Linked DNA regions of Pan troglodytes: region 1 is linked to region 2. The links are chromatin contacts, called in public capture Hi-C maps. All regions are on one chromosome and are shown on one strand. The core of a region is the stretch at or near the end of the contact, and the rest is flanking DNA. Distances in the headings are between cores, read along the strand shown.

Region 1 (4,169 bases), core at 1,312-3,811, 130 kb after region 2:
CCACAGCCTTGGAGAGACAAGTCACATCCTCAGCTTCCCCTCAACCTGTGCAAGCACCGCGTTGCCATGGTGATGCTGCAGTCCTGAGATGCAATGGCTGCAGACAGCATGGGTGGTTCTAGGGCTCAATGCCGAGGTGGACGCTGTCTGGCCTGGGAGGCCAGGCGATTGGGTGGGCTGGGTGGGGGAGGAGAGGGAGCCCTCCTTTAGGTTCAGCTGGTAATTGCTGCTAAATGAAGGGCTGTCATTGAACCCAACATGTGCGAGGTAAGGGCCCCCGATCTGCACCTTGTAATTACTGCACCAGACAGCAACGCTTGCTCCCTGTGCTGGGAGGCGGGCAGTGGGGGAGCAGACAGGAAGCTCTCATCCACCTGAGCCAGCGGGGCTCTGGCAGGCTCCCCCTGCCGCCCAAGCAGCCTGCATCCCAAGCAGCCTCTAAGACGGAGGAGGCCCTGGTCCCCCTCCTTGGCTGGCTCTTCCCAAATCATCCAGCTGGAGCACGAGCCTCCTTTAATCTTGGCCTCTGAGCTTGTGGAATCCAAGGGGGGCAGAGGTGCAGGAGCCAGATAAGAGGCCGCTTCCAAGCGCCCTTGGTGCTCCACCTCCGCCTGCTGAGTCTGTGCTGGGAATCTGAATTAGAGGCAGATCTCGGTCTGACTCCTGAGCACGGAGGCTCTGAGGGCCTTGGGCTAGTTACCGCCCCCTCCTGGCTTCAGTCTCCTGCTGCAGAAGTGGAAGTTGGACTCGAGAATTCTTGAGGGTTCTCCTGCTGGTAAACTTCAGCCAGCAAGCTGGATCCTACTTTTGTAAATGAGGTTTCACTGGGACAGCCACACCCTGGGTCTGTGTCATCTATGGCTGCTTTTGTGCTACGATGGCAGAGTAGCTGCAACAGACACCATATGGTCCCCAAACCCCAAATATTTACTATCTGGCCCTTTACAGGAAGTTTGGAGACCCATTTTTAAAGTATTAAAGTTCTCCTGGGCTTAACTGAACGAGCTTTAGTGACTCCAACCTGATGGAAACAATTTTAGAACAAGCCCCATCCTTGTCCCCACCCATGGATACCCACTGTCCTCTTCCAAGCACCCCTTTTCTGCTGGTGTCTGGATAGCCGTGGCAGGGCAGCTGGGCTCTGGGAGCCAGTGTGGTGCAATGGCGCCACCTGCTGTGAGTGCCTAGGAGCACTTCGCCTGGAAAGTTTTGTCCCCAACGGCGGGGGTCTCCCAGGGCCCGGGAACCAGTTTACAGGAGTAGACTCAGTCCACAGCACATCAGAGCTGGGGTCTTGCCCCCTCCCTTCCTCATTTGAGAGAGGCCTGCAGTCTAGAGAAGACGTGGGACTTGGCCAAGGAGGAGTGGAAAGCCCAAGCCCCAGGGGCCCATGAAGTTCCAGGAGGCTGTGTGGATGTCACGTGCAGCACGTGCACACACAGACGTACACAGACTTGGACGTGAACCTCAGCCCGGCCACTTAAGCAGCTCTTTATCTTTTCCAGGCTTTAGTCTCTTAGTTGTTAAAAGGATTAAAAGAAATGCTTATATAACATTTAATCTGTTACTAATAATGACTCAATCTTCAAAAGGACTCTGAGATAGACATTATCCCCATTTCACAGATTAAAAAACTACGGCACAGACAGGTTAGGTCATTTGCTTAGGGTCACACAGCTAGTGACAAAGCCAGGATTCAAACTAGGCTGTGAAAACATGTTAAGGTCTCCGGAATGCAGTACTCAGTAAACATTCATTTATTTCCTGCCAGCAGGTGCAGTGGGGCCCCATTGGGGAACAGGAGCGAGAAAATGAAGGAGGCCTGGCTTAAGACCAGACATTTGAAGAAGGCTCCAGGCAGGGAAAGGAGAGGCCAGGCCCACACTGTCCCCTCCCTGCCCCCACGTCTCCAGCAACACAAGGCGGCCAGTGGACCGTGAACCATTTATTTCCAAACTATAAAGAAACCTGCTCTCTGAGAAAAGACACTGCCCAGGTGATGAAGCTCCAGCCCCTCGAGGTCCAAAACCCAGTCCAAACTCAGTCCCTTTAGAAAGCTGCTGTGCCTTGGAAATGAGTCTCGGCTGTCAGAGCCTGGGAAGTGGTGGGAAGAACCAGCCCACTCCCCTCTCCTGCTGTGATTCCAGCACAGCTTGGGCCCAGCTCTGGCCAGTCCCAGGCTGGCCTGGTGCTCGCCCCTTGTGTGACCAGGCTCTGAAGGGAGGGGCAAAAGTCATGAGTCCCTGGCTTGGTCCCACCACCTGGTGACTCCCGTCCACAGCTCCCAGCTACCATGATGAGCCCCGGCGGCTTGAGCACAGTGAGTGCTGGCAGCAGGGTGGGGAGTGGCCTGCTTCTAAGCCATTTGCCCTGGCCGGTCACTGCTGCCCCTGGGCCACAAAGTACTCCTCCTCCTCATTGTCACCTTCCTCCCGCTGGCTGCTCCGGAGCAGCAGCTCCAGGTCGGGGCTGGAGCCCAGCCCCTTCAAGGCCTTGGGGCCACCATCACCTTGGGATAGAGAGAGACCACAGTTACAGGCCCAGTCGTGGTTTTCTTGGTTTGCTCTGATTTGCATGTGTGCTGAGTCACCCAGGCCCCACCCACCCACTCTGGAGATGACCCCCACATCTTCCTAGAGGAGTGACGGCAGCAGAGCCACCGGGCACACTTCCTGCATCAGAATCACTAAGAGTCACAGGGAGAAGAACAGAAAACAGAGGCTTCTGGAAGGGACTCTGGGTTACCTCTGGAATGCAGGGCTTTGAGGGCAACATGGAGGGATATTCCCGAGAGGCAGAGGGCGAAGCCCAGCCAGTTCAGGAGGCTGATCTGATCGCCCAGCAGATGAGCTGCCAACAGCAAAGTGCAGACTTCCTGGGTGCAGAGAAGCAGGAGGGAGCATGATCAACAGGCAGATTTGGCTGCTTGACCCGGAGGGTGGAAGGTGGGGGCACTAGGTACACTCAGGTGGGCAGATCAAGATCTGCCTGAAATCCTGGGCCCAGGCAGGCAGAGAGGTCAGGGGACCCGGCCGGCTTGCGGCGCTGTCCCGCTAGCCTCCTTCTGTGAGATGCAACAAAGGAGGTGCTTGTCATGGAATTCTGTCAGGAATAAAAGAGGCAAACCAGATCCCAGGCTGGGGACCAGGGTGTCCAGATCGCGCCTTATCCACAAGGATAAAGGACGGCTGCCCCAGAAGGCAGCCACAGAAGAGAGCCCTGAGCCTATGTGTGAGAATGCTGTGTTACCCCGGACTGAAGACACAACTGGTCCCGGGGCTCTCTATAAACAGAGACTCCAAATAGGACTGGCAAGGCCGTTCATCCAAGAACCACAGCCATGCCTCAGCATGCGGCTGGCCACCAGAAGACCCTCGGACAGGCCTGCATTTCTGGGTTTAGGCAACACTGCTTCAATACTGGTGTGTGCCTGGCCAAAGAGAAAAGTCCCTCCCTGCCCCTGAACAGGGAGGACTGTTGAAATGTGTGGGAGGGAGAGGGAGAAGTGAGAAGAGGTATGAGAGGGAAGGACAGGCCTGCGAGGCAGAGGTACAGCAAGGCTGGCCACAGGGGTGCTTTCTCAGGGTCTCACTAGCCCTGGCCATGGCCTTGGAGGACACCGCCAGTCAATCACGGAACTCTTTCCTGATGAGTCTGGATAGGGGCTGTTCAACCTGTGGCTCCAGGCCACTGCCCAGTGCCAGAGTTGGCAGTCAAGGTAAAATGTGAATGCGTTCCAGGCCTGGCGGAGTCAGAGCTGGCTTTGAGGCCCCTGCTGTGCCCTTGGGGAGGGGCGGCTCTCCATCTGTGTCCCTGTCTGTGGGATGGGAGTGATCATACCCTCTCACAGGGCTGTGGTCAAGGCAGAAGGACGGGCCAGCACAGCACTCAGCAAAGTGCCTGGCACCTAATGGGGCACTTCCTTCTCTTCTCTGCAGGGCCCTGGGGTGCAGGAGCTGGGACTGAAGCTGCTGGTGAGAAACCCCTGGGGGCTCCCTCTCTAAGACAGGACTGGCATCACGCCCGAGTCTGTACCTTAAAAATGCCAGCAATGGAGAGAGTGAGGCTGGAGGTTCTGGAGACCAGGAGGAACTCAGAGAAGCCCAAACCAAAGGCGAGAATCCCGCCAAGGAAGAGGCTCCCAAGTACCCGCAGGAGCAGCCCTGTGT
Region 2 (3,781 bases), core at 421-2,920:
ATGTGATTTTGAGCTAATTCCTTCACCTCTTTGAACCTCAGTTTCCTTATCTGTAAAATGGGACAACCACCATACTGACTTAAACAACAGGATTTCTCAAACTTGGCACTGTAGTCATTTTGGGCAGGATAATTCTCTGTAGTGTGTGTGTGTGTGTGTGTGTGTGTGTGTGTGACCTGTATGTTGTAGGATATTTAGTAGCATCCTTGGCCTCCCGCCACTAAATGCCAGCAGCACTAACCGTCGCCTTAGTTCCAAAACTGTCTCCAGACATTGTCAAATGGACCCTGGGGCAAGATTGGTTGAGAACCACTCGTATAGGATTTCATCTCATGAGAATTACATGTAATAAAAACAACTAATGTTTATGTGCATTTGCTCTGTGTCCGGCATTATTCTAATCACCTTAGGTGAATTGCCTCATTTAATCCTCTCAATATTCATATGTGGAAGGTGCTGTGATTATACCTGTTTTACAGATGAGGAGACAGAGGCACGGAGAGGCTAAGTACCTTGTTGAAGGTCACACGTGTAGAAAGTGCATAGCCAGGACGCTGAGGCTTTGCAGCCCTGGACAGCAGGGGCTGTACAGGGAAGGTGGGGTGTGTCATATTCTCCACCCTGGGGGGTTGGAAAGAGAGAACGGAAGGCAGACAGAGGGGAGGAAGAGAGCGAAGGTGATGGACAGGGAAGAGGAGAGAAAGAAGAAAAGGAGTCCCAGGGAAAGAGAGACAGGGAGAAACCTAGTGAGAGACAGGAGGAAAGAGACAGAGAGGAAGGGAAGAAAGGAAGGTAGGGGAGGGGAAGGGAGGGGAACAGACAGAGAGGGAGACTGAAAGGGACAGAAAAAGAGAGAAGGGAAGATTGCGGGGGGAGGTAGATAAACCAGAGAGAAAGCCAGAGATACCCAGAAAGAGACAGTAAGAGAGAAACAGAGACCTAGAGAGAAACAAAGAGGAAGAGAAAGAAAGGAGGGAAGAAAAATGGGCAAAGAACAACTGAGAGAGCGGGAACAGACATACAGAAAACAGAGAGGGAGACGCAGGAAGGGTGAAGAAAGATGGTGGGGGGTGGGGAGGGGAGGGCAGGTAGGCTTACAGTGCAGCAGCCACCAGGCCAGGGAGCAGGGGATCCCAGGTGGAAAGGTGGAGAGGGAGTGACTTTAGCCGAGCACTTGCTGTGTGCTAAGCTTTGTGCTGGTCACTTGCCATCCAGGACCTCAGTGAATGTACAGGATTCGTGGTAGGATGTGGAGTCACTGTGTATCTATGGGCTTGGGCACCAAAGGCTCAGTGTCCCAGCTCTGAGTGGGGACTGGAGCAGGGGCCTGGCTCCACCTCTGTGAGTGAGAGAGGCTCCACGTGGCTGCCTTCTTTGCTGTCCCTGTCACTTCCAGCTCCTGAGGAACTGGGGACACGACACTCTTCTCACTTGGAAACTGGTCCTGAAGCCTTGTGGTGTGTAGGATTCAGGTGCCATCTCTGGGTGTGTGTGAGTTGGGCCCCCTGGGCCTTGTTCTCGGGATCCAGGGAACAGGGTAGGTTGCTATGGTGACAGTGCCCAGTGAACCACACCTTCCGGTATCCACGCCCTTGGGTCATTCCCTCCCACACTGACTCTGGCCAATGGGACATCAGCAAGTGTGCTTTGGCCAATAGGACATCAGCAAGTGCGACAAAAGCAGAGGTTTGATAAGCCCCTGTATGCTGCGGCCTGTCCTCTTGGAATCCTGAGACCATTGTACTGTGAAGAAGCCCAGGATAAAAGGCCACATGGAGAGGGAGGCCTAGTCCTGCCAGCTGTCCCAGTGAAGTCACTCCCAGCGACCCGACAGCTGACTGTTGCTGCATGAGTGACCCCAGCAAAATAACTGCCAAGCTGACACACCAAATTGTGACAAATAATAAATTATTGTTGCTTTAAGCTACCAGGTTTTGGGTTTTTTTTTTTCTTTTTTTTTTTTTTTTTTACATAGCTCTAGATGACTGATAGAGAAATCCAGTTGGCTGGGCCATTCCTCTGCTGATTTTGTCTGGGCTTACTCACGCATCTGAGCCTAAACCGGAGGAGCAGCTGACTGGAAGGTCCAAGATGGCTCATTTACATGTCTGGCAGTTGGTCTTGGCTGTCGGCGGGGACACATTGGTTCTTTCATCCTCCAGTAGGCTGGCTTCCTTACATAGCAGTCTCAGGACTGTGTTCCAGGACAGTAAAAGTGAAAGCTGCAAGGTCTCTTAAGGCCTAATGTCAGAATTTGCATAACATCACTTCTGCCACATTCTATTGGCCAAAGTAGTCCCAGGCGAACCCAGGTTCAAGGGGTAGGGAAACAGACTCCACCTCTTGCCCAGAACAGTGGCAAAGTCACATTAGTAAGCAGCCGTGTGCAGGGCGGGGAGGAATTGATAACATATTTTCCTATCTACTATGTTCCACTCCACTGTCTTCCTCCTGATGTTGGGAGAAGCACGGTGGAGACTATTGCCCTCTGAGAGATCTAGGGGTACAAATATTCCAAAACAGTCCATGAAGTTGTTCTTGAAAGCTTCTGGCTCTTTGACTTCATCCGTTCACTCATTCATTCATTACAGTCTTGCCGAGGGCCTACTACAGGTGCTGGGGCTGCACAGACTCAGATAGGCTGCAGGAGGACTCTGGGGCCAGACAGATATGGGCTCAAGTCTTCCTTCCACCATTTACATGCTAGCTGACCATGGGCAAGTTCCTGGGCCTCTCTGAGCCTCTGTGTCCTCTTATGTGAAATGGAGACACCCACCTGGTAGGGCTGTTGAGAGGACTGAATGAGAGGAAGCTTCCAGCAGCAGGCCTCACATTTTGGAGATGCCTTGCTGATCTCTTTCCTCAAGTTCTGGATTGAGTACCTCCATAAATAAGTTTCACAGAGGCAGAAATCCATGCTGGTCTTGTTCATCTCGTGTCTATAGGGCCTGGCACACAGCAAGTGCTCAAATGACGTTTTGACTGGCTGACTCCCAGTGCCCCTCCACTGCCCCTCTCACAGCCTGGGTGTAGCTATCCATTTGCTTCTCTGCTGGAGCAGAAGCTCCGTGAGGGCAGAAACCGGTCTAGTTCATTATCCTGACCCCAGGATCTGGCACTTAGAAGGTGCTCAACAAATGTTAGTTTCATTCCCTCCCTGTAAAATGGATGACTCTGGCTCAGTTGACAATTTTCAGCAGAGATCTTGAAATCTCGGAGAACATTTCTATTCCTGCTGGGGTGGTGGTGGGCGGGGGCTGGTAATTATAACCTGGCCTCAGCTCCCGCAGCCTTGTCTTCACCCATCGTCCCCAGTTCCAGCTGTTGTCCTGGCCTCCCCTGCCGTCCCCTCCAAATGCTGCAAAAGGGGCCCTGGAGCCCGTGTGATGCCTCATTAGCCCACAAATGCCATCCCTGTCGCCCCTGTGGGGGGCCTGCTGGCAGGCCTGGCCTTTAAAACACACAAGTTAATTCCTCCTCTGGCATTGGGGCCTCGCGGCGCCCCGCCTCCTCCCTTCCCTCACACCTTCCTCCCAGGCCCCGTTCCGGCTCTGCTCCCTGCTATCTGCACAGCAAGAACAGACTGTACCTCGCAGCAGCTGCTAAATATAGACCCGCATCAGCAGAATATTCCTGGTGGGGGAAATAGAGCTGGGGCTGGGAATGGCACCAGGGCAGCTCTTGCCGTGGGGCTGTGGGCAAGGGGAGGCAAAACCTGGTTCTTCCTGGGACGTGCCAGAAAGGACCCTTTCAGATTGAAGAGTTGAGGGGCTCTGGAGCA

The links. Capture Hi-C pulls out chosen DNA fragments and counts their contacts.
Region 1: a contact with region 2 is called in a capture Hi-C map of stem cell-derived neural stem cells, with 3 times the contacts expected there. The contact joins two enhancer-like sites. A contact is called at or near these places in 1 of 7 Hi-C or Micro-C datasets (stem cell-derived neural progenitor cells) and 1 of 1 other capture datasets (stem cell-derived neural stem cells).

The regions. Positions count from the first base shown.
Region 1 is chr21:52,612,695-52,616,863 of NHGRI_mPanTro3-v2.0_pri, forward strand. SLC35C2 (solute carrier family 35 member C2) reads right to left here. Exons shown (of 10, transcript NM_001280116.1): 8 at 4,036-4,169; 9 at 2,746-2,875; 10 at 1,931-2,509. The coding sequence ends at 2,379. Among named protein-coding and RNA genes, the nearest start is that of SLC35C2, 14 kb to the right of the region's middle. Within about 2 kb of position 2,562, at least 7 of the 24 cell types and tissues checked have an H3K27ac peak or open chromatin away from gene starts, as enhancers often do. A contact at or near this core is called in stem cell-derived neural progenitor cells and stem cell-derived neural stem cells, where this site is marked.
Region 2 is chr21:52,484,326-52,488,106 of NHGRI_mPanTro3-v2.0_pri, forward strand. The region is part of intron 4 of CDH22 (cadherin 22); the gene reads right to left. Among named protein-coding and RNA genes, the nearest start is that of CDH22, 87 kb to the right of the region's middle. Within about 2 kb of position 1,671, at least 7 of the 24 cell types and tissues checked have an H3K27ac peak or open chromatin away from gene starts, as enhancers often do. A contact at or near this core is called in stem cell-derived neural progenitor cells and stem cell-derived neural stem cells, where this site is marked.